6 separate regions of the Mus musculus genome follow, and all the other regions are linked to region 4. Evidence: chromatin contacts called from public HiChIP or PLAC-seq and promoter capture Hi-C data. All regions are on one chromosome and are shown on one strand. Each heading gives the region's core, a stretch centred on a gene start, on an enhancer-like site or on the middle of the called end of the contact. The rest is flanking DNA. Distances are from core to core; before and after follow the strand shown. Region 1 has its middle 16 kb from the start of Nabp1. Region 2 overlaps Gm17767 (predicted gene, 17767). Region 3 overlaps Gm17767 (predicted gene, 17767). Region 4 holds the start of Stat1 (signal transducer and activator of transcription 1). Region 5 overlaps Nemp2 (nuclear envelope integral membrane protein 2). Region 6 holds the start of Mfsd6 (major facilitator superfamily domain containing 6).

Region 1 (4,279 bases), core at 286-2,785, 630 kb before region 4:
TGAAGAGATGATTCAGTGGTTAGGAGCACTGAATGCTCTTCCAGAGGACCTGGGTTCAATTCCCAGCACCCACATGGCAACTCACAACCATCCATAACTCCAGAACTGACACCCTCACACAGATAGGCAAAACACATTAAATAAAAATAAATTATTTGCTCCCCCCAAAATATTAAACCTAAAGAAGATAAAACCTAACCTTTGCTGAGTACCTACTATGTGCCAAACACTCTACTAAGAGCTTTCGCAGATCTACCACTGGGGCCATTCCTTCTTTTACATGCCAACTACCAGGGTGAATTCTGATGATAGTCTTTCATTTGTTCCAAGAACTACTAGAACAAAGTCCCTTGCCTCGGAGAACACAGCAAATTAGACAGACAAACCTTCAACTGGCGTTAGTATATTCTTTATAGGCTATGTTTTCATGAGGCTGGGAAGAAAGTGCTTGTCTCATGGCGTCGGGGCAGAATGGCATGGGGAAGAAGGCACTCACTACACCACACATTTGCCATGTGCATGGAGGGAACTTAGCTCTCCGGTAGTACTAGGGATGAAAGCGTTATTCTTCCAACTTTTAATCCCCTATAAATGTATGGGGAAATGAAGGTCAGGGTGGATTTTCAAGTCTGCAATCTATTAATAATAATTAACTTTACTTAATGGTTCATTAAGTAGCAGCGTGCTCAAGGATCTGGAACTTCTAATCAATGCATTAAACAGTCTTCAGACATTGATTAAGGGTACTTATGAGGGTTGCTTCGGATTGCATCTTTTAAAATATAATTAATACTAAGACCAACTGGTTTCCTTGAGATTTTCTTTTTAAAAAAATGTTGAGATTGCATGTTGGTGGTTTAAACCTTGAATAAGAGTCGTGTTTCACAGAGGGGTTATTTCTCAAGTCCCAAACCATCAGACTGTGTGCCTCTGCCTAAATGCTGTGAGGTCAGTGAGTAAAATGCTTGAGTAAAATGGATGCCACAGTCAATTACACACACTTAGCCAGACATAAGCAAAGGGCTAGCTCCATCTCTGATCTCTGATCTCTGTCTAGCTTGAAACTTACAAGCAGCAAGGTAGTTTTCAGACTTTTGAGCGTCCACAGGGTATGTTTGTGGTTCCTCAACAGCTGGCTGAGTATGGTTTGCTGAGGGACTCTCTGGAGCTAAAGCAGAAGCAAATCTTTGGAATGTCCAACCTCAGCCCCGGATATAATCCATAACCAAAACCACAACTGGCCCACAGCTGCATTTCTATCTAGAAAATTACCAAGACCATTGTTGAAAATGGGCTGTCTTGTCCGGTCAAAGCTTATGCCCTCAGGATGTTTTGAGCCCAGTGAGTTTCATAACTGCTCAGCTTCTTGGGAAATCTATAATAAGCTTCTGTGCCTCTTGCTAGGTAAGATCCCAAGTCATTGCAAAAAATGAAAATAAAACTCAAAGCAATTTTGTATCTTGCTCCGTATGGGTAGAACAGGAAGTGAAAATTGCATGCAAGAGAACAGCACTTCACAACCACATGCACTTTGACACTTTGTGGAATCCTTATTCCCTATACGGAAGGGATAAATCCTGCTAGTGAAACAGGCCGGAACTGTACCATGCCTCAGTAACACATAGAAAGTTGAAGTTCACAGAAACTTAAAGGTTGTCTATTTTATACTTTCATGTCCCTGATTTGAGCCTAAAGAAACTGTTCTTCGCTCACTGTAGTGGGTTGGCCTGATGCGGCTTGTATTCTAGTGCTTATTTGCCCCCCCCCCCCAGAAATAAGAGTCCACAGGTAGATGCTACTAGCTAAGTATTCTGCCCCCAGAGAATTTTGATTGGTAAATAACAATGCCAACAGCTAATAGTTGGACAGAAGAGAACATAGATGGGCTTTAGGCTTTGTGGGCTTGAAGAAGGAGGAAGAAGAATATTCTGGAGAGGAGGAGGAGGAGGAAGAGGAAGCCACTGTGGGATAAGGGTCAAGAGAGCATGGTCCTGGGGGCTGTCCAATTGGAGCTAAGAGCAGCCCAGATGAAACATAGTAAACAGTAAATAATAACTCAATATTATTGATAGGAAAGTAGATTATAACAGCATGGAGGGCAGGCAGCTGCCCAGCTTTTGTGCTATTTAGGGCTTATAAAAACATAAAGGCTGTGTGTGTGTTTCATCCAGGAACTCAATGATCAGAGCAGAGTAGAAGCCCTGAGCTGGGATTTAAATAATTTAATACAGCAACTCACTGCCAGTTTATAAGGCAGTGCAAAGAACAATAGTCTTAGAGGGTCAAAAATGACAACTTGAGTTCAGATCCTATTTGTGTCCACTGCATGTGCATGCACACACACAAACACTCACAACCCAGGCAAGAAAGCACAAGGTGGGAAATGGATCACTTGTAAATGTTTTCAGTGTGCTCTAGGATCTCACCATACACATTCAGCTAGGAGGATGCTGTCTCTGTTTTTGATACTTGACCAGGTATTCAGGTACTTTTTCATATACTCAGGAGTACTAATAATTCCCATCAAAGAGAATTAGTGGTAATATCTGGAAGTTGTTGTGATGAGAAACATAGTGGGAATTTGATAACCCAGGGACCAACCACACAAATAAAATAAAGGTGATTGGCAAGAAACAAAGTGAAATAACTCCTCAAAGGCCAGAAACAGTGCTGGCCTTTATGAATATTATGCATTCAATTATCTCTTCACCCTTTGCAAGTTAATATCACCATCTTCATTACTATTGAGGTTAGGAAACTAATGCTGAAAGAAGTTAAATGATGTACTCAATGTTGCACAACTACTAAGATAATAAGATATGATATAATATAATATAATATAATATAATATATATTATTTATTATATATAATATATAATTATATAATATAATAAGATTATAAGATATAAGAGTTGGGTCTGCACACAAGGTGCCATTCCAGAGCCTGATATGATTGACATTTTATATTTAATGAAGTTATACAATATTTATTTTTAACAATGAAACATTTCTACAAATTATGTTTTTAAACCAACTGCCTTAAGCACCTTTCTCAAGTATAGTCCCACTCCCCAGACACAATTATATTCATTCCCTCAACCATGCTCTTAACTGGTTTATATTTCCCTTCATTTCACTAGTGTGCTCAGATTGTTATTTTGTGGGTATTCCAACGTTAGGAATTCTCTTACTATGTCGTTCTTTTTCATTCTCCACTGAGCTATGAACATTTCACATCTTTCTGCTGGCCTTCTCAGTGTAGTCATATCATAACTGTCATAGCTAACATGTCACCTTAGATAGGGCAACAAAAAACAGACCAAAAAAATCATTCTATTAAATACAGCTTGGTGAACCAATGAGTTCGGAGAGGTTTTAGGAGCACGAGTATGCTTTTCCTTAATAATCCTATGTTCACTTCTTGTCAACTGTTTGCTCTGCCTCCTGACCTATGGTTGACTTTATTTAATCCTGTTTTCAAAATTCAAGCAGAAAGCTCTTAGAGTAAAGGTGTGTGCTAAGGCAGAGCCACACCACAACTAAAAACATTTTTGTCCACTAAATAACATAATCTTGGTGTTCACAGTGTGATCAAATATCCTGCTACATTGAATGTATAAGGCCTGATCCTGTACAAGATTCATGTGGTAAACCTATCTAACAAAATAATAGAAATATTCTTTCTGCTGGGGCATATGATTTCCTCAGCCACTCTCCTATGAAACAGGCCCTTCAATCAAATTAGAAAGCAGTTGGCTGTATCAACAACAGTTGGACTACTATTGCATCACCAGCTCCATCTTGACTGGCATGCTGGGATATATAACTAAGCAGAACCACTGGTGAAAATTCTACAGTGGATGTTTATAGCACATTTCATGAATGCTACCTAACAGGGAAAAGACTTTCACTCAGCCCTAGCTTTTATCTTCATTTTCTGTGATAAAGCGTGTGGAGTCTTCAACAATGGGGGCCATCTAATTCTGGTATGGCAATGGCAACAACCTGTATCTCAGGGAAGTGGTAAGCAGGGGTTACCCTGGCCAACAATTTAAAGAGGTAACCCCCTCCTAGCACTGAGATTTTCATTCAGTAAACTTGTCTTCTGGTTGTATCTGTGCTTTCCCACTCAGGTGCCTTCTGTCTTTAACATCCAAACTGCGGTTTGATTTCTTTTTATTTTGTTTTGTTTTCATATTTACAGTTATAGACTGTTGTATAAAGTTCTCAGGAATGTCACATTTGTGCCTGGGCCCAGAATCCTACACAGTCTGACTTT
Region 2 (3,886 bases), core at 954-3,453, 530 kb before region 4:
TAATATTTTGCCAGGGATTATGAAGAAACTTATAATTATGTTTTACTTTGGATTTACCCATCTTTCCTTTATCTCACACTGAAATATAATCAAAATCAGCCTGTTTCCATTCGCTTGCAAATCCCCATCTTAAAGTTCCTATTCAAAGTCTCCCCAATTTTCATTTCTCCGTCTTTTCTTATTATATTAAATCCTGATATCTGGAAATGAAACTATATAGCAGCATTACCCTGTTCTTTTAAAAATACAGATCATATCTATTCTCTCTGCATTTTCCACATTATAACCATGGTGGGTTTTTTTTTTTTAATCCTTGACAGGTTGCAATTAGATTTCTTGCTTGCCATTGTATTATAGCAAATACTGTTATTATGGTAGAAGTAATTCACTTTATTTAGTGTACTACTCAGATAGTCGGCCAGATGCCTCCGATAGTAAATGTCATTCCCATTCTTTAATTATAATTTTTAATCTTTTCTGGTTTGCTGTTCTTTCAGTAGATTAATTAGTTTTATTCTAAAATTCAGAAATGGTCTGAGTTTAATGATATTTATTAATATGAATTATTATTTCCTATTGGTTTTCCCCTGCAGAAGAGTAAAGTAATTTTGTTCTTTCAAACTTTTTGGTCTAGTGACACACTGTCAGAGAACAACACAGATTTATTTAGTAATTGAAATTTTTAAAGTTTTTAAAATTATGTGTACGTGTATGTGTGTATATCTGTGTGCCACATATATGCAGGTGCCTGAAGAGACCAGAAAAGGACATTAGAGACCCATGAAGCTGGAGATTCAGACAGCTGTGGATCACCAGCTGTGGTCCAGGGAGCTCTACTCTTCTCTGTCCTCAGGAAGAATATGAGTGCTCTTGACTGCTGAGCCATCTCTCCAGCCACAGCTAGGTGTATTTCTGAAAGTTGGTGGTACTGACATTTCAATGATTGTCAGCCTCGGAGATATGCAACCAAAGGCTTTGGTCACACTCTAAAAGATACGCATTCCTCTAAAGATGTTTCCTTTGTCTAGAGTTGTTTATATACACAGGGCAAGATGAATGAAAGCAAACAAGATATGAAGCATATCTAGAGCCCACACACCCATAATCAAATTAGAACATGCGGCTTATCTGTCTGACAGTGAGGAGCATACTGACCCTACACATCCCTAGGCTACCCCTTAGTGCACTGATGCATTGCACTATTTTCATCTGTGTTGAACGGGCAAATATATTGGATTGACCCTCTTGCTGAGTACATGGATAGCTCAATTCAGTTCAATTGAGCAAGTCAGACAGAGTGAGCATTGTTGAGAAATGGAAGATAGAAGATGGGCTCTATAAACTGGGTGGCACTTACTCAGGTTCTGTGCCTCCCCGTTCTGTGATTTAGGCCAAATTACTTTTATCTCAAAGCTCTGATTGATTGATCTACACAGTAGGTATGTGGGGACTTTGCTCCCAGATTAGCTGTAAGAATTTAAAAGATCCTATTTACAAAGTGCCAGAAACCTAATGTGATAAGAACGCTCATTGCTATCAGGTGTTAGGGGTATTGAAGGTTGGTAATCTATATGCCTGTCATTCATTACTACCTAACAGGAACAAAGAACAACAACAACAACAACAAAAACAGCAACAATAACAAAACCCACATAACTGATTTCAGCTGGGTGAATCTTAGCAGTAGGTTGATGCTGATCTGTTCCGTAGTTCTCTAAGGGCCACTTAGAGTTTGTTTGTGCCATGGTCTTAGCAGGAAATATGAGGGGAGAAGCCTCACTAAATGAACGCAGCCCAAGCACGCTATGTATCATGAACATTTCACAGAGGCAGAAACATGTCCTGTAGCCAAAGCCGAGGGATGGGCAAGGTACTGAGCCTGGTGCTTCAGAGCAACAATTAAGTCACACAGTTTAAACAACCAGAGGTAGGTCAGAACCTGGAGGAATGTGGTTTTTTTTTCCTCTCAATTCTTGCTCCCAGCTATAATGGTACAACGTAAGCAAGTCGCAGATGGTGTTGTGGTTTGGATCTGGAATGCCTCCCAGAGGTATATGTGTGAAAGCTTGGTCTCTAGCTGTGGCAGCTAGCAGGAAATGACAGAAACGTTAGGAAGCAAGGTCTGGTTGGAGTAAATAGGTCATTGGGGTTGGGCCTTTTGAAGCATGCTGGAGCTCCAACCACTTCCTGTCTTTCTGTTTCCTGACAGCTGTAAGGTAAAGGGCCTCCTATGTCACAGGCTTTCAACACTGTGGTATTTTGCTTCACCTAATGCTGAGAAGTAGTGGTCCAGCTGACCTTGGGCTGAAACCTTGAACTCAGAGAAGCCTGTCCTCCTTTATATTGTATGTCACATGTTTTATCACAGTGACAAAGCTGTGACATGGGTGGAGTTCTGTCATATACACAGGGGGAAGGCACAGAAAGCTGCTATAGAAATTGTCCTGTAAGCCTGATAAGGTCAGATCTCCACCCATTTGGGCTTCTCTGACAGCTCTTTGCATCAAAGGTTTACTATCGTGGCAGATTTACCAACATTTTGGGTACAAAGGGCTAACATTTGACCAAATCTGAACCTTTGAGACTCTTGAACCCTGTGTCTGCAAATCAGCCATGCCCGAACAAACACGCAACAAACCCACAGTTACCATTATCAATGTTAACAATAGATTCATGAAATACTAATAAACAGACTTTTAAGAATACCATTTGGCAAAATTGTTGGTGTTTATCAAAGTGTAAGAAGGAACCAGCTGGGGCTGGAGAGATGGCTCAGTGGTTAAGAACACTGACTGCTCTTCCAGAGGTCCTGAGTTCAAATCCCAGCAACCACATGATGGAGATCTGACACCCTCTTCTGGTGTTTCTGAAGATAGTTTCAGTGTACTTATATATAATAAATAAATAAATCTTTAAAAAAAAAAAAGAAGAAGAAGAAGGAACCAGCTGACATCTGGAAGCAGCTCTCCTAGGAGTCCAGTCTTATCTCTCTATCAGATACCCACTCCCACCAGGCATTCCTAGATGATAAAAGAATTGGGCCTAGGTGTTCATTCTAACTGTAAAAGACCAACATAAGTTGATGCCCCGGACGATGTTTCCTGTGTTGTCTCTACTCCTGCTATGAATAACAAGTTTCTGTTAAACTGTGTCTACAATTCCAAACATAGAATATCCAATATTCAGTAGGCATTCATTGTTTAGTCTAAGCATTATGAAGACTTCTGTGTACCTCTTATTTATTCTCTGTTGCATGGTAAAACTAAGGCTGTGCATTGGAGCTAATGAGGAATTAGAATCACCATTTAAAAGTTTGGAAGACATCACAACTGTCAGGTTTTATTCAACTTTCATTTGAGAACCAAGCATTAGAAAGTAACATCCAAATCTTCATTGTTAAGTCTTTGATCAATCAAACAAGATGAGACAGGAAAAATAAATCTATGTTAGGTTCTCCTTCAGGCTGTGTGGTTGGTCTAGCTCAACTGTCTGGACAGAGCTCCTGCCAGCCAAAGCCTCAGACTCTTTGGACTGTCCCTGGTTAACCCATTATTTTAAGACAGGAAAACTAGATCTAGACTTTTAAAAAGTTGTCAGGACCAAGAGGAAGACAAGGTATTTTCATCTTTGGCAGGATCTAAGACTCATCAAACCCCAAGAGAAGAAGTTCTGCTCTCTGTGAAGCCACAGAGGCTACAACCAGAACAGTATGAATTGAGAGTGCTCCCATGAGTGCACTAGGGCCAGCTACATGGCGACTGCTGACCTTACAGTCTGAGGAACAGAACTGTGGGGCCTCTACAGAGCCTCAGGTGATGAGGCGCTACTGGTTCATGATGAGAAGAAAACAACTCAGGCCAGGTGTGGTGGTGTACATCTTTAATTG
Region 3 (4,147 bases), core at 463-2,962, 600 kb before region 4:
CTGTGCTCGTTTTTAAGTTAGCATATGTTAAGAGCAACATATGAATTAATAATTAGAAAAGCATTTACCTTAAGTTGCATAATATTTGGTTCAGCACTCTTGGACAGCTCATTCCACAGCTTTGGGTCTCCAAGGAAACTGGGTTGGCAGCTGAAGAGCAGGGCTAGTGGAGCTACCTGCCCAGCCCATTAGGTGGGACCAACCTACGGGCTCACAGATTGCCCACTCCTTCCAGAAAGCCCCAATACATCCCCCCACACCTTGTTCATGAATTTCAAACTGCTCTGGCTCCTTTTTCTTGGTAAAGCAGCCCTCAGTGTTAGTCAGTGACCTCAGCGGACCCAACAGCCACCTGTTTTCCTGCACGTGGCTTCAATTGACTGGGCTTGAGTAATTTCACAGCAAGGTAATTACATCAACAGGTTGGCTCAGGTTTTGTGCAAACTTAGAACCTGTTTTGCACGGTGCAGTTTTAGTGTGGACCATCTTTCCAATATATATACATATATTGTCTACAAGCTATTGGCTCTGAGAAGCATTTACATTTTAATTAGGAGTTTTCAACCCCCCCCCCCTTCTACTCAGTCAAGCTGCTTATTTTCTTCCTTCTGGCAGCTTCAGAGGAAACAGTTTAGGTTGCCTTGTCTTGCCAAGCCACTGAACCAAAGCGCAGTGCCTTGCAGAAGCACGAAATCAAGTCCTGATTCATCAAATGTGCTTCTTGTCCAGGCTTTTTCATGGGGACTCTGAAATGAGCTGCTTTCCTTGCCTCCTCCTGTTCTCTGGGAGAAGCAACCTTTTAATATAGCGCATACATTCAGCGTTCATTGAACTTGTTCAAGAAATGAGCTTACTTTTGGTGTATCATCTCAGACAATGTTCTTAATCATTTAATCCTTTTCTTTATTTACAAAGAAATACTACTGCCAAGAGGTAGTGGCACATGCTTTTCATCCTAGCACTTGCACTTGGGAGGCAGAAGCAAGAGGATCTCTATGAGTTTGAGGCCAACATGGTCTACAGATCCAGTTCCAAAATAGCCAGGGCTATTACACAGAGACCCTGTCTTGAAGAAAAAAAAGAAATGCTGTTAAACATTATCCGGTCTGTCTTAGTCAGGGTTTCTATTCCTGGACAAAAAACATCATGACCAAGAAGCAAGTTGGGGAGGGAAGGGTTTATTCAGCTTACACTTCCACACTGTTGTTCATCACCAAAGGAAGTCAGGACTGGAACTCAAGCAGGTCAGAAAGCAGGGCCTGATGCAGAGGCCATGGAAGGATGTTTCTTACTGGCTTGCTTCCCCTGGCTTGCTCAGATTTCTTACTTATAGAACCCAAGACTACCAGCCCAGGGATGGTCCCACCCACAAGGGACCCTCCAACCCTTGATCACTAATTGAGAAAATGCCCCACAACTAGATCTCATGGAGGCATTTCCCCAACTGAAGCTCCTTTCTCTGTGATGACTCCAGCCTGTGTCAAGTTGACACACAAAACCAGCCAGTACACAGTCCCATCCTCCTTCTAAAACATACAGAAAGCATTCCCTTGATGACACACAGCTGTCACCAAGCATTAGTCTTTGGACTATGTGCTGACACCCACAAGGGCTCCAGATTAGAAGGACCGCTGTTCTCAGCATTAGCTCGTCCTGCACTGGTGCCCCTGCACTCTAGCTCTGGCTTCATGTCTTCCTGTTTCTTTCTCTTCTCACTTGTTATTTCTGATCTGCCATGAGTTAGGAAATGACTTAAGTGTGTTTCCTAGAACAAGGGGCTAGACCAGCCTGTTCCTAGAATTCAGTGCCTGGTGTAACACTTCACAAGTGAACTTCATAAACATCAGCACATGCTTGCTATTAGTTAGGATGCTTACAGCTAGAAATAACTCATAAGAGCTTCAATCTAGGAATACATTGCCCCCTAGTTCTGTCTCCTCCTCATGGTTGGGTTCATCCTCCTGGTAGTAGCAATATGACTTGGCGGTCAGAGACACATCAGGGTTCCAAAAATGGAGAGATGGTAGCAACTGCTGTACCTCTTTCAAGGTAAAGGCAAGTGTTTCCCAGCTGACTACCTACTCCAGATCCGGTGTTACCTTCTTCTAAACTCACCACTGGCTTGGAATCTAGACTTCTGGGGAACCAGCTGAATGCCCTTAAGAAAAAAAAGAAGTGTGGACACTGGAAGTGGACCAGAATGCTTGCTCGAAATGGGCTGTTCTGCTGCTGATCTCTAAAAATAGCTTCCCTGGCTTGGAAGCTGTGTCTGCAAGTGGCTCACATTTGGAGCAGATCACTTTTAGAAATGTCAAGAATTGTGGGAGATAAAATTGAATAGTTTCCGGGGACATTTAGTTGGCATAAACAGAGAACTGGAGACAAGGTTTGATGTGGATCCTCTGTGACTATTATGGCACTTGAGTTAGTAGAGCAAAAGTCTGCACAGTGCATCACACACACACACACACACACACACACACACACACACACACACGCTCAAAACACAGTGACAAATGTGGCCTTGGATTTTTATGCTGGCCCAGAATCCTTCCAACCGTCGTAGGCAAGTGTGTCAAGCAGCAGTGATGGCCTATCCCGTGTTTTCTTCTCGGGGAACACTACAAAGGTATTTCACAGATACTTCAGTGTTAAGCGACATCATAATACCTCATCTCCTTGGATTAGAATGAGTTGGAGCATGAAAGCCCCTCCCCTCTCCACAAAGCTCAGTACACAAAGCACTAACTGGTCACACAAAGCAAGGAAATGGACAAGGACTTATTTTTGGTCCAATTTCCATCTGGTCAAACTTGCTACTATGTCTGCTTTCTCACAGAGCATATGCAGAATGTGTGGTTCTTGCTCATGCCTGAAAGATTAGAGTGACCTAGTGTGGTACAAGGACATATTCCAGAAGGCAGACTGGCTCCAGAAAGCATCAGTTTCTCCTCCCACTCCAGAACCTTTGTGCACTGTCAGCACGTCAAGCTGTGAGAGGCAATGCCAAGATGTCTCAGATTTCAGAAACCATGGCAGTTGATTTGATCAGAACAATTTACCCGAATGAAACTTCACCAAATACAGCTTGGCCAAAACCAAAGTATTTGTAGTTTAGTTTAAAATTTATTTTAAAGACAATCTGTTCAACAGAACAATTATTACAAGTAATTACTTACACAAAATGGGTAAACACACGTAGTCTCTTCTGTGTGCTAGTAGCTTTGAACTTAATATAATTACACATTAATCATAATTATATATATATATATATATATATATATATATATATATCATAGGGTAACTTTGTCATTTTCTGTGCATCAAGTATTTCTTCTGACTCTTACAGTTGGTTCCCTTTGCCAGTTGTATGTTTTCAGAAATTAGAAAAAAATTCATAAAACAACATTAAATACTTGAAATAACCTACATAATCAACATAAGTATACTGAAAAAATAGAGGAAACAGATTTTTAAATATATTTTCTTATTCCCTCTTTAATTTATTATTTGATTTTTCTTACTTGTCTCCTGGTATATCAGTAATGCTATGCAACATTGAGAAAATTGAAAATGGGCTAGGGAGATGCTCAGTCAGTAAACTGGTACCTTGACATCAAAAGCCTGAACTCAGGTCCCCAAAGCCATGTACAAAGGACAGGAATAGGTCAGAGAGATGACTCATAGATAAAGGGGCCTGGTGCCTAGTAATATGAGTTCAAGTCCCAGAGCCAACTCTCAAAAGTTGTCCTCTGACATCCACATGAACTCCATGGCTTGGCAGATACATATGCACATGTGCATGTGTGTGCACATATACATGCCCCCACACATATGAACACAGGCACATACATGCCATACACATACACACACACACACACACACACACACGTGCAGAAAATAGAGCCATGCAACAAAAAATACATTATAAGTTACCCAAACTAGTTTACCTTGAAACTTTTTCTGGATCTTTATTTTTTAAATATTTATTTATTTTATTTATATAAGTACACTGTCACTGTCTTCAGACACCCAAGAGGACATTGGATCTCATTACAGATGGTTGTGAGCCACCATTGTTGCTGGGTAATGAACTCAGGACCTTTGAAAGAGCAGTCATTACTCTTAACCCCTGAGACATCTCTCC
Region 4 (3,881 bases), core at 476-2,975:
GGTGCTGTTCAAGGCATGATTCAAATTCCATCTGTTTCAAGGAAACAATTGATTCTCTAGGTGTGCATTCTAAGAAGACCTAGTTGGTCCTCTGTGATATCTATGTAGAAAAGTGACATTTGATCTGAGGGGTTTTTGTTTGTTCTTTGGTTGGTTGGTTGATTTTGGGTTTTTCAAGACAGGGTTTCTCAGTGTAGCCCTGGCTGTCCTGGAACTCACTCTTTAGACTAGGCTGGCCTCGAACTTACAGGAATCAGCTTACCTCTGCCTGCTTAGTACTGGGATTAATGCTGTCTGCCATCAGCACCCAATTGATCCTAGATTTTAACATGAGTTAGTGACTCCTCAAAGAATTTGAGAATACAGATGTTGGCTTAGAGGACTTTTCAAAGAGAACACTGCTGGTGAGAAGATTGAGTTTGGGGAAAGAGTTTTGCTTATTCAAAGAATAAAAATGCTGTACTAAGCAATGAAAACAGAGTAGCACAAGCTGAGATTAAAGAAAGTGATAGGGGAACATGGCTTTAGAGAATATATTGAGAAATTTGAATTGTCTAAGACCAAGCAAGAAAAGCCATCATGAAATTTTTAGATTGGCATGACATGATCAGCATTGCAATTAGATTTAAAAAAAAATCACCCAAATGAGTGTATGGCAGATAAATTAAAAGGGAGTGAAAAGCCAAAGTCAAGCAGTCACCAGAAAAGCCACAGCAATGATCCAGGTAAGAGGACGGGGTGGTGGAAGAGGTAGAAACAGGAGCTAGACCAACCGAGGCTCGAGGACCAAGTGTCCGGGACTAAATGGGCAACGTCTATGGCTTGGCCCTCATCCGTTCCAGACTAAGACGGGGTATGAGGAGGAACCTGTGTTTTGAGTACAGTTGGTTTACAGACTCAGTAGATATCCAAGGACAGGGTAACTGTGACACTTGGAAGAAAGCAGTGGGTGTGTATACATCTAGGAGTGCTCCAGGACATGGAAGTTACAGGGACAGTCATCAAAGGCACAACGGGAGAAGGGTAGATAAGAGACTCACATTCTGGTTTAGTAGTTTAATAATGGAGATGGGGGACAGAGGGATGTCCTGCGAGAAAGGAAGAAGCAAAGAGGTCCTGTCATCATGATGGCTAAGCGGGACAAAAGTTTCGGTAATGGAGGTGTCAATTGTGTAAAGCTTTATTTTTCTTAAACATATTAGTTAGAATTATTTATTTTATTTCATGACATTTTTGTTTTGCTTGCGTGTATGTGTACTTCTTGCAGGCTTGGTTGACGTCAGTGGAGGTCCGAAGAGGGCACTAGACTCCTGGAACTGGAGTTGGGAACCATTACGCAGGCACTGCAAATCCAAGCCCTGTCCTCTGCAAGAGCAAGTTCTCTGTAGCTGCTGAGTTAAAGGCAAGTATTGAATGTTTTCAAATTGGTAAATTAAGCTCCCTGGCTTTAGTAGCGTGAAGGTTAATCTCTAGTCCCCAATTCTGAATCCCGCAGTGATGCGCCTACTTAATGCAGGATCTCCAAGACTGAGCTTGCGCAAGCCTATAGTTTCCAACCTTGTAAACACAACCCCCTGTCTGCGGTTTGCACCGCACAGCGGCGCCCCAAGTTTCGCACGCCGGGTAGGGAGCGCGCGGACCAGGAAGGCCAAGCAGCCGAGGGGGGGGGGACGGTGCGCTGATGGAACAGCCGGCCAATCTCTGCCGCTGATTGGCTGAGGCGGAAGGAGGCGGGACGCCCTCTAGCCTTTTTTCCTGCCCGGTACTTTCGGTTTTCAGCGCCGAGTCTGTCAAAGCTCCCTGGAGACCTCCGGGACCGCGCCCCTCAGACCCACTTGGGACACTGCTGAGCGGCGCAGAGAGATTTGCCCAGACTCGAGCTCCTGCGTGCAGTGAGTGAGTGAGAGCCAGGTGCGGATCCGGGTGCGGGTGCGGGTGGAAGTGGGGCGCCCTCTCCTCGGACCTGGGGTCTGCTGCCCACAGGTGACCTGTCATCCCGCAGAGAGAACGCCAGGAGCCGGATCGCTTGCCCAACTCTTGGCGCTGCTTGGCTCTCTTATCCTGCCGTTCTCACTTCTAGGGTAAAATGACTTGTGCAATAGACATTTCTCCCGGAAGACACTGCACCTTCCCGCTTAACCTTTGCTCGCCTTGCCTCCAGCCCCTTTCCACCACTGTAACATTTTCTTCTTTTTGCAGTCGTTTCAGCTCTGCTCCATACCCTGAGCCGGCGCCACGCCGCCGCGCATGCAACTGGCATATAACTTGCTGTGTGTGGTGATTGCTTGTGTTGAATCCCGAACCTGCACCCGGAGACAGCCCAGTAAGTCTACGTGGGAACGGAAGCATTTGGAATCTCAGTATGTATCAGCCCTTACCGGTTTTCTGAAACTTAAAGGTGGTATTTAGGTTCCGCAGAACCACTAATGGTATAATCACTATCTAAAATACTCCCGAACACTACCTAAAAGTTTAGGGATAGGTGAATGGATGGGTGAAGATTGCTTTTATCTGGCAGGAATGACTTGAGCCCTGATTGATCAATGAGGACTCAGACTTGTAGGTTCATCATGGGGTTTGCCTTTTGCTTTCCTACGCCTTCTGATACATACAAGGTTTCAGCGGAACAAACGGTTCTGTGCTCAGTAACACTTAGGCTATATGCCCGGCGCTGTAGGGTCCAGAGGACGCTGATAGCAAAATATATCCCCTCAGAGGCTCTGATGCGTGCAGACAGCAAGCTTCCTGTGGAAAGTTCATGCGCTAAAAACCGTGCAAATGGCAGCCTGGTACAGGCCAAAGAAAGTTATGTGTGGGAGGGATAGACAGTTTTAGGAAGAAGTACCATCTATACGGAATTCTGCTAGATTGTTGGAAACAATGTGGTCTGTGCAGAACGGGCTAGACCGGGAGGATAGAATGTTTGTTGGAGGCATGAAAACAGGAAAGAGCCAACTCCAGACTCTGAGCCAGGTGTTTAAGGACTGTCTTGCCAGTCTCAGGTTTACAGACATGCCACAGTGGTGGGCTGGAGTCCTTTCCAATGGTATTTGAAATGGCGGCTTGCTTTGTAGTGTAGACATTTCCTTATTATCCTTTGAAGGGGCATTTGTGCAGCAGACATGACTTCATTCCTGCACATGAGTGTTTGAAAACAAGTATTTATCCATACAGTCCCATATGCTCCATCAGAGTACAGACCTTTCCTCAGAGGTCTGGCGCTACTACAGTCTCCCACTCTGAATTGTGGTGGTGCCATTGTGTAGTGGTGTGTATCCCGTTACATGATTGTCACAGGTAACTTGTTTCTATCTCAAGACTTCCTTAATTTAGGGATTGCTATAATTTTTAACCTTTAGGATTACAATATAAAAACTGACTTCATGTTTATCTGACGAGACAAATATTACTTTATTCTTTCAAATGGCATTTGGCAATGCTGTATGAAAAAAAAAGACATTTCTTTTTCTGAGCCAGTGACTCACTGTGTAGCCTCAGAAGCGCTCAGTATTCATCTCAGGCTGACCTTGAACTTGTGGCCTTCTTGCCTCAGCTTTCCCAAGTGCTATGAGTTCAGGTGTGGTCTTGAACATGGCTTACTGCAGGTAGTTCTAGCTGTGCAAGTATGAGAACCTGAATTTGGATCACCAACATTCAAAAGAAAAAAGGCAGGTATAGTGACATGCCTCTGTGACTTCAGTGTTGGGGAGCACAGAGTTTGCTGGCGAGCTTGTCTCAAAAAAATAAACTGGAGAAAAGATTGAGGCTGATATCCTGATACTAACTTTGACCTCGACATGTGTCTGCCTGTACAACAAACATAAAACACATTAAAAAAATCACTATTGAGATTTGGGACTTCTTTGTGCCAGATTTATTGT
Region 5 (3,936 bases), core at 1,061-3,560, 530 kb after region 4:
GTCTTTTTCCTTTTCTTAGAAACCTCACTCAGGTCAATCTGTGCCTTTACGTGTTGACTTTAAAACGTCAAAGAATAGGGTCTGGAGAGATGGCTTAGTGGCTAAAAAGAGCCTTACAGAGGATTTGAGTTTCGTCCTCAGCATCTGAGTGGCATGGCAGCTTGCCGCCATCCATAACTCTAGTCCCAGGGAGCCTGGTACCTTCCTCTGAGTTTGCATGCACATACACACAGGCATGAACACTTGTGTGTAAACAATGTGCTTCTAGTCATTTTGGCAACTATTTTGCAAAAATAGACAGGAGTTGTAACATTTTGCCACAGCTTAATCTGGTTTTCTTTTTCAGTAGCTTTATTTCTGGGCATTGTAACAGGTCAGGTGTGTCAGTACTTGGGCATTGCCATGTTCACCTCTCACTACACAGCTTGCCTAGTATAGAATGTGTTTGTGTGTGTCTGGCACATCAGCACCCCCTGAGCCACCAGAACAACCCCACAGTTGGGACTTCACTGTGAAGCTGTAGCTCCCAGCACCAGCAAGCCCGTGCACCCACAATGAAAACAGTGGTCGTCTTTTGAGAGAGCTGTTTTTCATGTTCATTTCTGGAAAGAATCATGGATCTGTCAGATTGCTATGTGAGAGCTGTGAGAAGCTAAACAATTAAAACATTTCTGGTGAAATGTTCCCTGGGCTCCGAGTCAGTGTGTATGACAAAGACCAATGACATTTCTAATGCCCACCAAGCAGTGTACAGTCCTTCCCTTCTGACCTTCCTCCTCTTTCTGAAGCAGCCAATGACTGACTGTCCTTCAATGGCAGCTATGTTTCACACCTTCGCAGACATGCACATACACACAGCAGAACCCTCGTTGTGCCCTTGCTTACAGCAGATGCCTCCCAACAGCACCCTGTTTGAAGCAAGTTGGACTGTTTGACACCAAATGTGTGGGTGAGAAGCAGCGTAGGTGGCTATACTTAAATGGTTTAAAAAATCATATCATTTGAATGCTAGTTTTCAAGGGTTTTAAAACACAGTTTACAAGCACAAAGACACTTTGTGAACTAGTTATGTAGTTTGCCAATAATATTTAGGGCTGAATTTTAGGGGAGTGTCCATGTGACAGGAAAATATTTGAATTTATGTCTTTTAAAAATATCTAGAAATGTAAGAGATTACAGATTTTAGGATATCTGATGGATTGTATCAATATATCTGAACATATACATAGTTACGATCCAGAGGCGATGCTGATCAATAACCGCCCAAATAGGATCTCACATTATCCTCTATTTGGGGATTCCCCACAATTAGATGTGTCATTTTTGGATTGGCTTTTCTGTCTAACCTGCAGTGGAATCCTACACATAAATCACATGGGATGCTTGTCTGATGAAGCCTGCAGCAAGACAGATGTCTTCAGATGACCCTGTGAGCAAGCTACCTTCACAGATTCCCCACTGGGTGACACTGCATGGATAGATGAGGTGCCAGTTTAGCCTCTGACTCATACCTGACTTCCATTCTCTAGACCTGTCTCCCATTAGGCAATCTGCAGTGTATCGCAGCTGGCAGAAGATAAAGGCACTGAGACTCACATAACCAGCAGAGTCTATCTCAGAAGACACATTTACCTGGCTCTGTACTATCAAGTCTCTCACTGAAACCTCAGTTTTACCCAGGAGGCCTTAGGCCCATATAAACTGTGACTGGCAAAGCTGACACTTCAGTCCAGACAGACTTCTGGCCCCAGGCCCACATTCTTGACCCAAGCACTATGAAGTCTCCAAGCTGCCCTGTGAAATCTGGGTCTAATCTTGAGCTACAATAGGGCGAGTGTGTTAGCGGCCCAGGGCAGATGGGAACCAGATGAGATGTTCACCTGGGCTGGCTCACATTTTCCCAGACAGCAGCAAGTTGCTCCCTTTTATAAGCCACAGCTGGCCCTGCCTAAGCTATATGATTTCTGATTTGAAAAAGAACTTTTCTTTCACCTCCCAATTCCTGTTCTCATACAAGCATCACTTTCCCAGATGTCCGTTGGCTTAGAAGTTCTGTGTCAGGGAGTTATTAAAGCTTTTGTGTAAACTACGTGAGTGGTTTAGAGTTTTAAGTGTCTTGTCTCAATGCACTGAAGGATGTCTGGATGGGAAATCACCCTTTCCCTCTCCAGTAATCATCTCTCATAATCATACTCTCACCTTCACAGAGTCACCTAACTTGGATCCAAGTGCTCTTGCAGAACTTAAGGAAGTAAAGGCCCCCAGACTTCCCATAAGTGATGTCTTGCATGACAGTTTGCATCACAGGAAGTGGTTTAAAGATAGAAACCCACAAAAATAACAGGAAGTAACAATCACTTTTCCTTAACATCTCTTAACATCAGTGGACTCAGTTCCCCAATAGAAAGACATTGATTAACAGACTGGCTACGTAAACAGGACCCAGCATTTTGCTGCATACAGGAAATGTACCTCAGTGACAAAGACAGAGACTACCTCAGAGTAAAAGGTTGGAAAACATTTTTCTAAGCAAGTGGTCCCAAGAAACAAGCTGGAGTAGCCATTCTAATATCCAATAAAATCAACTTTCAACCAAAAGTTATCAAAAAAGATAAGGAAGGACACTTTATACTGGTCAAATGAAAAATCAACCAAGAAGAACTCTCAATTCTGAATATCTATGGTCCAAATGCAAGGGCACCCACATTCATAAAAGAAACTTTACTAAAGCTCAAAGCACACATTGTACCCCATACAATAATAGTGGGAGACTTCAACACCCCACTTTCAGGAATAGACAGATCAGGGAAACAGAAACTAAACAGAGACACTAACAGAACTTATTAACCAAACGGATCTAACAATATCTATAGAACATTTCATCCTAAAGCAAAAGAATATACCTTCTTCTCAGCACCTCATGGTACCTTCTCCAAAACTGACCATATAATCAGTCACAAAACAGGCCTCAACAGATACAAGAAGATTGAAATTATTCCATGCACACTATCAGATCACCACAGACTAAGGCTGGTCTTAAATATCAATAAAAACAACAGAAAGCACACATACACGTGGAAGCTGAACAATGCTCTACACAATGATAACTCAGTCAAGGAAGAAAAAAAGAAAAAAAATGAAACGCTTTTTAGAATTTAATGAAAATGAAGACACATCATACCAAAATTTATGGGACACAAGGAAAGCAGTTGTAAGAGGAAAACTCATAGCTCTAAGTTCTCCCAAAAGAAATTGGAGAGAGCTTACAGGAGCTTGACAGCACACCTGAAAGCTCTAGAACAAAAAGAAGCAAATACACCCTAGAGGAGTAGATGGCAGGAAATAATCAAACTCAGGGCTGAAATCAACCAAGTAGAAACAAAACCAACTCTACAGAGAATCAAAATCAGAAGCTGTTTTTTTGAGAAAAATCAACAAGGTAGATAAACCCTTAGCCAGACTAACCAGAGGGCACAAAGACAGTATCTAAATTAATAAAATCAGAAATGAAATACAACAAAATATATCTTAAAATGATTCTGTTTGTTGAATATTAACAGTTGAAAATACTAAAATCATGTTCTACAAACAATAAAGCCAACCAACCAAACAAAAAAAGATAGAAATCCTCAGAGACACAGTAGGTACATATCCACTGTAAGAGTCACAAGCAGCCCATAGCACTCATACTGGGACAACAAAAGTAGCCTACAATCTTGTCAGGACGTTTTATTGGTAAGGCTATTGCTTGGGATGCTGATTTAAGGTTTTAGAGAATGTCTAGAAATCAAGAATAGAAACAAACACACATAGGTTTCAGGCACACAGAACTCATGGCTTGGCTATTTATGTCTTGTACCACCGTGGACGCTTTCCCTCCCACTAGGATGGGAAGGTGGTAGGCAGGGCTCTGGTGTTAGCAAGAGTTGAGTCTGT
Region 6 (3,760 bases), core at 838-3,337, 610 kb after region 4:
GCTTCTTTTTCATGGTGCATAAAATTAGACATTGGTACAGGGATTTGGAAACTAGCTCCAGAATGGTGCCTTTAAAAACATAAGAATTCCAAAAGTGCCATATTACTATAAGATAATGCAGAAGTTTTATATATATATATACATATATATGTGTGTGTGTGTATTTTAACATATATATTATTTATATATAGACACACATGTACTATATATTATAATAGATATAAATATGTGCATATATGTATATGTGTGTATTATGTATATGTATGTATATATGTTGCATAGAATTGGTGATGACTCAATACCCAGACCACCAGACATGTACTGTTTTGTTTCTGTTTTAGTCTACCTTCTTGTTTTATATTTACCTTGATAGATAGCCTGGAAAACTGTAAAATATTTAATAGTTTTAATTCATTTTTTTAAAATTAGACCCCTTTTTCTTTCCAGATGTGTCTTGCATTGTAGTAACAATGTTTCAACCTTTTCCTAAGCAATTTTTTTTAATATTGTGAATTTTTACTCACAACCTGTGAAAAACGCCCAATCACCCTTACTCATCACCAATCAAATGAAAAAATCTTCCACATATGCTAATGACAAGTATTGGGTGTCAGAGCCAAGCTTCCCAATGCAAAGGATTTTATCCTCCTCCTTTTCTTCATAAGGGCATCAATAATGCATACACTTTTAGCTGGCTAGGGCCTGGTCTCAAGGAAGCAATGCTCTGTGCAGAACATGGACCTACCCAATGTTCTCTTTTACAGTGCTGCTGGTAGCACATAAACTGTATGCTGCCTACTTTCAACTACACCTAATATCACACACAATATCACACACAACTACACACAACATCGTGAACCTCCAGCAAGGTTAAAGGAGATTTGACTGGATTACTATCATCTTGTATCCATCTTTTTTCTCTGTGTGAGAAAACTGCAGCCTGGGATGATGTAACAACAACCAAAGGACACAAAACTACTTAGACACTGGTTGGGAGTTGAAACTTCAACTCCACAAGGTTATTTCTACGATGGATTGGCAGGTATTATATGTCCCAGTGGGTGTAGGCATGCTTATTAATTTTTTTTTTTTTTGATGAAAGGGAATGTTTGTGGTTTCGCAGGCGTGTGGGAGAATCAAAACGCACAGTGTGCCAGACTTAAGGGTGGTAATCCACGGGCAAGACCACGTGGGGAGGGGCAAAGGGAGGAGGAGGGGCTACATCTGAATCTTTCCTCTACCTGGTAGTCTCTGTGAAGCGAGGGACCCAAGCCTGAGTTGAAGCTCAGTGCTCAGCGCGCACGCACACCGTAGGACATTTCTCCTAAGGAGGTAGCAGCCCGGGAAGAGGTGTACCGCCCCCTGTATTTGTTTCCACGGGGGAGGCAGACAATGTCAGTTTCCTCCTGCTACACAGGGGGACACTGTCAAGGGCCATGAAGACAAGCTCGCCTCCCCCTCTCTCCCGGGGATGTTTACCTCCAAGGCGACGCCGGGACCGGACTCTGACAGGCTTGGGCCCGCGGGGCCCACCCGCGCCCCCCACCTTCTGCAGCAGCTGCGGGCGGGCGGCGGCCAAGGGCTCCCGGGCAGCGCCTTTGTTTTCCCGACTCCAATTACGTTTGCGGAAGTGCTGCGGGCGCGGGGGACGCCGCTGTCCTGCACCCCGAGATGACAGGCGGCACCCGGGAGGGCGGGATAGGCTCGGAGGCCCCGGGCCGGGGCGGCGCCCACCCCGCAGCAGGTGCACGGAGGAGGATCCGGGGCCCCGGGGCGGCGCCGACCCACTCACCTGGAGGCGCTCAGCTGCGCGAGGCGCGGGGAGCCCTGTCCCCGGGGTGCGGGGCGGCCGCTCGGGGCGCCGGGGCGGCGGCGGGCAGGCCAGAGCGCCGCATGTCGGTTGGGTGGCTAGCTCCTCTCCCGGGGGTGCGGCGGGCGCGACGGCTGGATGCAAGCCGGGTGGGGCGAGCGATGGCGCTGGCCCGGCGCAGTCCGGCGCAACCCCTCTGTCCGCTCCTCCTCGCCGCTTTGGTCCCAGGCCTGGCCTCGCTGCCGCCGCCTTCGCTCCCGACCGGCTGGACCCGTTTCAGGGCTGAGCTGGAGAACCGGGCGCCAGGTGCAGCGCTCCGCCTCCTGCGGCGGCGGATGCGTCCGCCGCCTCCTCTCGGCCTCCCGCCCTCTGGGGCCGCCCGGGGGACCCGGTATCCAGCCCCGGCTGCCGTGACATATTCTAAAGAGTGAAGAGGTGGGCGATGCCCCATCCCCGTTCCGCCACACCCCATTGCGCTCGGGCTGAGCGGTGTTTTACTCCCTAATCTCTGATGGGGTGTTGGAAAGAACTTGAAGCCCAAAGTAAATAACAACCTGGTCTAGGGGTGGTGACAGCCATCAGTTTTCCAGAACTTAATAGGTGCCACCCTCAAAGCTAACTCTGCTGATGAGATGCATGCTGTCTGGTTCTAGGCACAACCTTGGTAAACTGTCCTCGGGTGACCCCGCAGACAACAGCTAGGAGAAAGACAGTGCTCGCTCCAGGAGCTTCTGGAACCCAGACAGCATCTGAACATGGCACCTTAATGAAGAAGTGACCTGAGCACAGGTGTTACTCTAAGAATTAAGCTGTATCATTTGTTAAATTCAGATAGCAAGTAGATTGTATACAGGTTTGGTTTGACAAGGGTATGTGCGTGCCTGTGATGGGGAGCAGAGAATCCAGAGCCAGCAATAATGACAGCTAACATTTAGGAACATTCGTTTCTTACATGGGAAGCATTGTTTACATACCATTGAATCCTATAGATGTAAGCAATGTTAATCTATTGTTACAGCTACAAAACGAGACTGAAAGTTAACTAGGTTCAAAATTACAAACAAGTAGAAGAAAATCCAGGCTCTGCATCATAAGACATTACTAAAGAGCACTTTATAGGCCCTGACGCTTCAAATTGTGAAGCCCTTCTTTATGAAAAAGTATAAATATACAGTTGCTGGATGCTCAGCCCCCGTTTCCAGGGACAGTTTCTGCAGTCAATACGCCTTATTACAGACCACTTGAAATGTTGAGACGTGGAAGTTAAACAAAGACGGTATCTGCTAGCGTTTCAGAGGAAAATTATAAAGGTGATTTGTACAAAGGATGACATATCTGCTCTGGTGTGACCTGGAGACAGCTGGATCCCTCATTGTGTGGAAATGAAAAGCTCTTCAAGTTCCCAGTTGGGCTATCATGAAAGACAACATTCTCCTGATCTGTCCAGCCAGTACGGAAGTGAAAAAGAAAGCAAGCATTCTCCTGATCTGTCCATGCATTAAGGAAATGAGAGAGAGAGAGACAGAGAGAGAGAGAGAGAGAGAGAGAGAGAGAGAGAGAGAGAGAGAGAGAGAGAGAACAAAGTGCCTGAAGATCCTACTGTATCAAGTGTGAGAGGAGAGGTTTTGTAGGAAAAAGGACCTGGGAAGAGGGGCTAATGTTTGACCTACAGAAAGCAAACTGGCTTTGTAAGAGCAGGGATTCCCCACCCCCACCCCACAACCATAATGCTTTTAACTTATCAGTTTTTACAGTATCTCCTGGGTCTTATTTAAATTTCTTATAATTTTAAAAATAATATAAAAATCTCTTTAAAACATAAATATGCGTGAAGCAAACATGATCTGTCACTCAACACCATTGTCACATACACTTTTTTTACCCTTCTGTAGGGTCCAGTCTGTGTGATATGGGAAATTAGCCTCCAGATACATGGCCAGTTAGGCTGTC

What was found. Promoter capture Hi-C pulls out the DNA fragments that hold promoters and counts their contacts. HiChIP or PLAC-seq counts read pairs in DNA pulled down with a chosen protein or histone mark.
Region 1: an H3K4me3 HiChIP or PLAC-seq map of bone marrow-derived macrophages shows a contact between it and region 4, with 2.8 times the contacts expected there. The contact joins the enhancer-like site here to the promoter of Stat1 in region 4. A contact is called at or near these places in 2 of 39 promoter capture datasets (neutrophils and pre-B cells), 4 of 484 Hi-C or Micro-C datasets (B cells, Sertoli cells, bone marrow-derived macrophages and 1 more), 5 of 115 datasets of contacts at active chromatin or transcription factors (bone marrow-derived macrophages, effector CD8 T cells, extraembryonic endoderm stem cells and 2 more) and 2 of 9 other capture datasets (adipose tissue and liver).
Region 2: a contact with region 4 is called in an H3K27ac HiChIP or PLAC-seq map of thymic regulatory T cells, with 5 times the contacts expected there. The contact joins the enhancer-like site here to the promoter of Stat1 in region 4. A contact is called at or near these places in 4 of 39 promoter capture datasets (the C10 cell line, neutrophils and pre-B cells), 2 of 484 Hi-C or Micro-C datasets (CD4 T cells and CD8 T cells), 5 of 115 datasets of contacts at active chromatin or transcription factors (acute myeloid leukemia, bone marrow-derived macrophages, craniofacial prominence and 2 more) and 1 of 9 other capture datasets (liver).
Region 3: a contact with region 4 is called in a BATF HiChIP or PLAC-seq map of CD8 T cells, with 5 read pairs. The contact joins the enhancer-like site here to the promoter of Stat1 in region 4. A contact is called at or near these places in 2 of 39 promoter capture datasets (the C10 cell line and neutrophils), 1 of 484 Hi-C or Micro-C datasets (bone marrow-derived macrophages) and 6 of 115 datasets of contacts at active chromatin or transcription factors (the 230-238 cell line, CD8 T cells, effector CD8 T cells and 3 more).
Region 5: a promoter capture Hi-C map of pre-B cells shows a contact between it and region 4, with 4 times the contacts expected there. The contact joins the enhancer-like site here to the promoter of Stat1 in region 4. A contact is called at or near these places in 1 of 39 promoter capture datasets (pre-B cells), 1 of 484 Hi-C or Micro-C datasets (CD4 T cells), 4 of 115 datasets of contacts at active chromatin or transcription factors (effector CD8 T cells, embryonic stem cells, memory CD8 T cells and 1 more) and 1 of 9 other capture datasets (adipose tissue).
Region 6: a promoter capture Hi-C map of pre-B cells shows a contact between it and region 4, with 5 times the contacts expected there. The contact joins the promoter of Mfsd6 here to the promoter of Stat1 in region 4. A contact is called at or near these places in 10 of 39 promoter capture datasets (the C10 cell line, the HPC-7 cell line, HPC-7-derived erythroid cells and 7 more), 1 of 484 Hi-C or Micro-C datasets (embryonic stem cells) and 7 of 115 datasets of contacts at active chromatin or transcription factors (astrocytes, bone marrow-derived macrophages, effector CD8 T cells and 4 more).

What each region holds. Positions count from the first base shown.
Region 1 is chr1:51,492,591-51,496,869 of GRCm38.p6, forward strand. No RefSeq gene overlaps it. Among named protein-coding and RNA genes, the nearest start is that of Nabp1, 16 kb to the left of the region's middle. Within about 2 kb of position 1,536, at least 47 of the 459 cell types and tissues checked have an H3K27ac peak or open chromatin away from gene starts, as enhancers often do. A contact at or near this core is called in adipose tissue, bone marrow-derived macrophages and pre-B cells, where this site is marked.
Region 2 is chr1:51,582,953-51,586,838 of GRCm38.p6, forward strand. All of the region lies in intron 2 of Gm17767 (predicted gene, 17767), which reads right to left. Among named protein-coding and RNA genes, the nearest start is that of Gm17767, 12 kb to the right of the region's middle. Within about 2 kb of position 2,204, at least 138 of the 459 cell types and tissues checked have an H3K27ac peak or open chromatin away from gene starts, as enhancers often do. A contact at or near this core is called in CD8 T cells, acute myeloid leukemia, bone marrow-derived macrophages and 2 more, where this site is marked.
Region 3 is chr1:51,512,894-51,517,040 of GRCm38.p6, forward strand. The region is part of intron 3 of Gm17767 (predicted gene, 17767); the gene reads right to left. Among named protein-coding and RNA genes, the nearest start is that of Nabp1, 37 kb to the left of the region's middle. Within about 2 kb of position 1,713, at least 57 of the 459 cell types and tissues checked have an H3K27ac peak or open chromatin away from gene starts, as enhancers often do. A contact at or near this core is called in the 230-238 cell line, CD8 T cells, bone marrow-derived macrophages and 1 more, where this site is marked.
Region 4 is chr1:52,117,713-52,121,593 of GRCm38.p6, forward strand. Stat1 (signal transducer and activator of transcription 1) reads left to right here and starts at 1,726. Exons shown (of 25, transcript NM_009283.4): 1 at 1,726-1,911; 2 at 2,200-2,360.
Region 5 is chr1:52,651,236-52,655,171 of GRCm38.p6, forward strand. Nemp2 (nuclear envelope integral membrane protein 2) reads left to right here. Exons shown (of 9, transcript NM_001142647.1): 9 at 1-684. Among named protein-coding and RNA genes, the nearest start is that of Nemp2, 22 kb to the left of the region's middle. Within about 2 kb of position 2,311, at least 79 of the 459 cell types and tissues checked have an H3K27ac peak or open chromatin away from gene starts, as enhancers often do. A contact at or near this core is called in effector CD8 T cells, memory CD8 T cells, pre-B cells and 1 more, where this site is marked.
Region 6 is chr1:52,725,231-52,728,990 of GRCm38.p6, forward strand. It overlaps Mfsd6 (major facilitator superfamily domain containing 6), which reads right to left and starts at 2,088. Exons shown (of 6, transcript NM_178081.4): 1 at 1,793-2,088.